Regions from separate parts of the Cricetulus griseus genome. Here region 2 is linked to region 1. Evidence: chromatin contacts called from public Hi-C data. All regions are on one chromosome and are shown on one strand. The core of a region is the stretch at or near the end of the contact, and the rest is flanking DNA. Distances in the headings are between cores, read along the strand shown. Region 1 overlaps Rora (nuclear receptor ROR-alpha). Region 2 has its middle 60 kb from the start of Anxa2.

Region 1 (2,834 bases), core at 235-2,734:
CATTGTCAGAGTGACATGAGGGGCAGAAGGCAGGGGAGATGAAGATGAAGTTGGGAACCGAGAGCCCACTCCACTGACCAGCTGGTGGACTCTTCTTACCAGAGGAGGAGGTCCGGTCCCTTCTACAGAGGGACAGAGTAGAACAGCAGCAACCTGGGAGCTTCCACAGCTCAGATGGGGCTGGATGCCAAACAGGCATTTAATTTTATAAAGCTCTGAATATATTTTCTTCCTCACAACAACCTATACTATTTTATGTACATACACATGAAGCCTTCCCGAAGGCATTTAATTTGTGGAGTGACAAAGAATATTTTGGAACACCCCCTGGATAAAACTTTTGGAACTCTGTGTAATTATGGTTTGGCTTTTGTCTTAATAAAATGGCAGTTGTATCCAGTGAGGGGGATAAGAAGGACCAGCACTCAGTTTTAACTTACAGGTTGATAAGAGCCATAGCCAACTGTCACTCTTATGCTGTAGGAAGACAAATTTACTGTTGGTTCTGAGATTCCTGTTTCCTAATGGCAAAAGTGTGATCCCTCTAGCAGTGCAGAGAGACTCACAGGATATGTAGTGAATATGAACCTGAGCCTGGGTGGCTCCACAGAGTCCTAAGAACTTAGCTGATGGTGGGAAGCACAGGCTGATGCTCCACCCAAGGAGATCTTTGGAGACAGTCCGCTAGTGTACTTGGAAAAGTCCTTAAAGTGGACCTGCTGCACTTCCTGCCCAGTTCCATGCAGAACTGTCCCGAATCCTGGCGTCTTTTGGTGCACTTAAGATAGTTTCAGGGAAGATCGTGAGATGCTCTGTAATTGGACAGTGGCCCATTTCTAGTCCTGATGCCTTCTCTTAATGAAAAAGGACGTTTACCACCAAGCCTCACTTTGCACTACTTTCACATGTTCGGAAGGTGCAAATGTTTGACGTTGGCAGGTGATTCAGACGACCCAGTTACCGTAAGAACTATTTCCTGCTAAATGCCAGTAGACTTACTATCGTTACATCTACTTGATTTGTCCTGGCTTGGGTTTCCTGCGGGAGGCATGTTTATGAAAGCCTTCAGAAGACACATACCTGTAGTTTCTGAAATGGTGGCAACCTGAAGGTTTTCTGACTACAAGACACTTCTCTGCCTACCCCCATGAGCTAGTCAGCTGACTCCAGGAGATCGGGATAAAGGAAGTGCTGTGGATTGCATAAACCTGCCAGAGGGACCTGGGAAGGCTGAGAGGGCTTCCCCTGATGGAGCAGTACCCATTTCAGGAGTGCATGCTTGCCCAGCCCCATGCGTTTGCCCACTCCAGCTGTGAGAGGCTCACCATCACGAGACATCCCTACGGCAAGGCATTTCTGCAGTCGACAGTGCTGGCAGCGGTTTCTGCTGGTTCGGTCGATCAAACAGTTCTTCTGACGGGGACAGGAGTAGGTGGCATTGCTCTGCTGACTTCTCCTGAAAAAGCCCTGTGATTCAGTTATAAATACGGAACAGGTTAGTGTCCGTTCCAGCGGTGATACCAAAGGCCGTGGACTAAGCACTGAGCACCACTAAATTAATATTTAATGGAGGGTTAAGCTTGGAGCAGAATTGTCCAGGAGATCATTAATGAAATTAAAGTCACTTCTTTTTCTATGAGTAAAATTAACCCCCAGGGTGTAATCCTCTATCCCTTACACATGCAAAACTTCCTTTAACTTTCACCCAGTTGACTGTGTAAACGACACATGATCTGGCTGATCAAACAAAGCAGTGTGCTTGCTGGAAGGATTTGTCTTTAACCTATATCTCTAAAATACCCTTTTTTAGAGGTGTACACACAAGTGTGTATGCTGTGGAGGGCAGAAGATGACGTCAGGTGTCCTGCTCTTGCTCTCACTCTCTATCTTATTCATTGAGACAGGGTCTCACTGTACCTGGGAATAGACTGTCACGTCTCAAGCCCTGCTGATCCTCCCATCTCTGTCTCCCACAGTGCTGGAGTGTCAGGTGCCCATGGCTGTGCCTGGCTTTTTGTGAGAGTGCTGGGGATTCAATGTAGGTTCTCACGCTTGTGCAGCAAGCTCTCTAACCCACAAAGGCATCTAGCTCTCCAGCCTCTGAAACACTTTCTTGGTAAAATAAACATTTCTCCAGGCTTTCCAAAGTTAAGGAAAACATGGTTCCATTCAGCTCGCTGCAGTCTGGATGTGCTACGGTATGCTCTGGTGTTGGTGTTTTCTCTCTGCCACTCGAGTCTCTGACCATTTAGGCATCTCTCATCCCTAAGTCTGAACCTGTTGGTGCAAACAGTTAGATGACACTTGGATTGACTACTTTAAAGATCAGTTGCACTGGGAATTCTCCATCCTAAATGGTTGAGAATCAGCAGTTTAGAATCATGGCCTTTAGGCTTTGACAGGTCCGGCATGGTGATCATCAGTTTCTCATTTGTGTCGAGTGCTGTCATGGAAATGAGAGGGTGTGCAAAGACATGAGGGAGCTGCTGACCCCAAGGATGTGTTTTTTTTGCTTGTGTGTTTATTAACTCCCTGATTTTCAGTATTGGGACTGAAATGTGCAAGCAAGCTTTCCTTTAGTGATTATTAGCAGGAACCCACAAGCTCCTCACAGGTACAGTATTTCCACGATCACTTACTTGAAAATGTGCTCTAATCTGCCATAGATTTTTCATGCCCTACTTAGAAGCATATTTCTTCACTTCCAAATACATAGCGGAGGCATTGAGGGCATATGTATATGCACACATATATGCATGCACATATATATCTATATAGAGATATACATACGCACACATACACACATAGACATATATTTTTTCAATGGCATTGTA
Region 2 (2,834 bases), core at 129-2,628, 160 kb before region 1:
TAGTTTAACAGCTTAACCTTGTATACATGTTCTATAAATGTCAGAGCCTGTGCAAAGGTGCCACATCCACGACAGGGTGTTCTGAATCTACAGTCAGGGGCCAGTATTTCTAGGTGACCACCAGCACTGGCTCCATGGACTGTGCCTATGCTGTCCCCCAGTGGCTTCATGGGCTGTGCCTGTGCTGTCCCTCTGTGGCTTCATTGGGTTATACCTGTACTGTGCCCAAGTGGGTTCATAGTGGGGACACCTATGCTGTCCCCCAGGCTTTGCTGCTACCTCCAAACTCCAAGATCATTGGTAAAGTGGCCCAGCATCTCCATTTTACACCAAATCGTTTGAGCCCTATACCAGAGCTGGCACATAGCCCTGTGCTCAGCATCCCGAGCATAGTAAGAAAACAAGTGACCTTCTCGAGGAGTTCCAAGCACCTGGATTACTTTGGAAGCAAAGCCTTCAAAACAAACAGGACCCCATTCCTTGATACAGTGTTGGATTGGAAGCTGCAAAGATGAAAGCTATTTATCCCCTGGTGAGGCCTTAGATTGCTTGCTCAGACACATACAAACACACACACACACACACACACACACACACACACACACACACACACACCATATGTGCACACCTCTATGGACTCAAGGATCTCTTGATTCTGAGCTGAAAAAGAGGTGTTCCTGGACCCCAACAGATGCTTGTGGCATGTCCCCTTGTTTCTGCCATGGACAAATGAGGACCTACGATATAGCTTCCTCTGAGGAAACATTCCCAGAGCAGCAATGCTGTGTCTGCACAGCTTGGGTCCTGGAACACTCTGCCTGGGGCAACAAGGGAACTAAGAAAAGACAGACACACATTCAGAAAAGCTGGGATCTTGCAAGTTTCAGTGTGTTTATTATGTTCAGGTGAACAAGGAGCCAGGGGTATTACATACAGATAAACAAAGAGGCAGGGTTAGTACAGACAGCTGAACAAGGAGGCGGGGTCAGTACATAGAGCTGAACTTTGGGGTTAATCTTGGTAGGAGCAGTCTCTGTGGGGGAGCAGTCTTCAGGCCATAAACATCGGGTGGGGGAGGAGTTGTGGTGGACAATTTCAGCAAACACTGCACATCCACCCCCAGGGACCAGAGAAAGGTTTTGCCACTCCTCTGACTCACCTGGGGAAAGCTTTGCTACTCCCATAAATCTGAGGCATTGAGCCCTTGCCATGACCGGTTCCAACTTGACAATAAACATTGACCCAGGACTTCTCTCACTCCCTACACAGTGGCCTTGAAGTCTCTTAGGGTCAGATCCTGGTCAAACTGTAGAATCTCAGAGCAGGGGAGACTGCTCAGTGGGTGAGATGCTCGGTCAAGCATGAGAACAGGAGTGTGATCCCAGAGTGTGATCCCTGGACCTCACTAGCTAGCCAGTCTAACCTGGTCAGTGAGTTCCAGGTTCTTCAAGAGAACTTGACTCAGAAGAGAAGGGGGAGGAGCCAAAGAGATGGTTCTGTCCAAAGTGCAAACACCAGGGCCTGGTGATGCACAACTGCTAATGGTAAAGACAGGAGGGGTCCCAGAGCTTGTTGGACAGTGAGTCTGGGTTCAGTGAGGGCTAGTCTCAAAGAGTAAGGTAGAGAGAGTGGAAGGCTTTCAAGGCAGACCTCTGGCCTCCATATGCACGTACAACAGTGCACACATACAAATACACAAATACATGCGCACACACAATAAAGTGCAGAATGATAGAGAGATGCTTGACATCAACGTCTGACCTCCACACATCGCATGCATGAACACAAGAAATGACACTCACCCACCTCAGATCTCCTGCATCAGAAACTCCGGAGGTGGCCCAGCACTCCAGGTTTTAACTAGGCCACCAGCAGACTGTAATCCAAGCACTAAAATCTGAGAGCCGCTGCACCAAATTATCCAATAATCACTTTGCAATGCGTTTAGTCTTTCTTTCCTTGTCCCCTTTCCCCCTTCCTATAGAGACCATGTTGAGGGGAAGCTGGTGAGCCTGCCTCCCTCCTGCATCACACCCCCACCCCCGACCCCATACCACAGTGACTATTCCCAAAGATCAGACTCTGTTCCCTGCAACAGTCTACTTGCTTCTCAGACTCTGATTTTGTCTGCTCATTGGAGACACAGTGTGGCCACCGTCCCTGGTGAACAAACCGCCCATCTGAATGTGTCAAGCACCTGATTCATTTAGACTCATCCCCATTGCTTCATGTCAGCCTCAGAAGCCCTGTGATAGTCTTAATCTAAACAGCTGAGTTAATACCTCAGATAAAAGGCGCTCAGGGTGTGGGTGAGCCTCTGTACATGACCCACAGAGGGAAGCCTGTTGAACACGCACATAAAGGGACAGGAATTGGAGGCAGCTGGCCAAACCTTTTCACCCTTTGAACACTCTGTCCGTTAAAGCATAAACCCATCCCTTGACCTGACAAAATACCACTTTATGTCCTTTACTCCACATTTTATCTTTTATAGCCAATAAAACACTTAAAAATTACAAATCAATTCTGCTGCTAAATGATAATAAATTGACTGCTGCCCCAACATAAATGTCACTGGAAATTCTTGAAAGGGCGGCCTCCCTCTGTTGGCGCCTGGGGCTGCTTATCAAAGATTAGAATTAAAGCCGAGTTTAGGACAGTGCTGCCATTCACAGTCTGCACAGTCAGATCACAAAGTGACTCCCCTTGCTCTTCCCAATCTCTTCCTCAGAAACAACAAAGACCAAGAGGGAGAAAAAGTATTTCCTGGGCACCAAAAAGAAAAGCCACGTTTTGTTAAATTGATTCAAGTATGATATTTTCTGGGGGAGGGG

What was found. Hi-C and Micro-C count contacts between places; a contact is called where the count stands out from the background.
Region 2: a Hi-C map of the CHK-Q cell line shows a contact between it and region 1, with 6 times the contacts expected there. The contact joins two enhancer-like sites. A contact is called at or near these places in 3 of 8 Hi-C or Micro-C datasets (the CHK-Q cell line, the CHL-YN cell line and fibroblasts).

What each region holds. Positions count from the first base shown.
Region 1 is chr4:180,911,906-180,914,739 of CriGri-PICRH-1.0, reverse strand. Rora (nuclear receptor ROR-alpha) reads right to left here. Exons shown (of 11, transcript XM_035444448.1): 4 at 1,326-1,467. Among named protein-coding and RNA genes, the nearest start is that of Ice2, 38 kb to the left of the region's middle. Within about 2 kb of position 1,484, at least 1 of the 6 cell types and tissues checked has open chromatin away from gene starts, as enhancers often do.
Region 2 is chr4:181,069,200-181,072,033 of CriGri-PICRH-1.0, reverse strand. No RefSeq gene overlaps it. Among named protein-coding and RNA genes, the nearest start is that of Anxa2, 60 kb to the right of the region's middle. Within about 2 kb of position 1,378, at least 1 of the 6 cell types and tissues checked has open chromatin away from gene starts, as enhancers often do.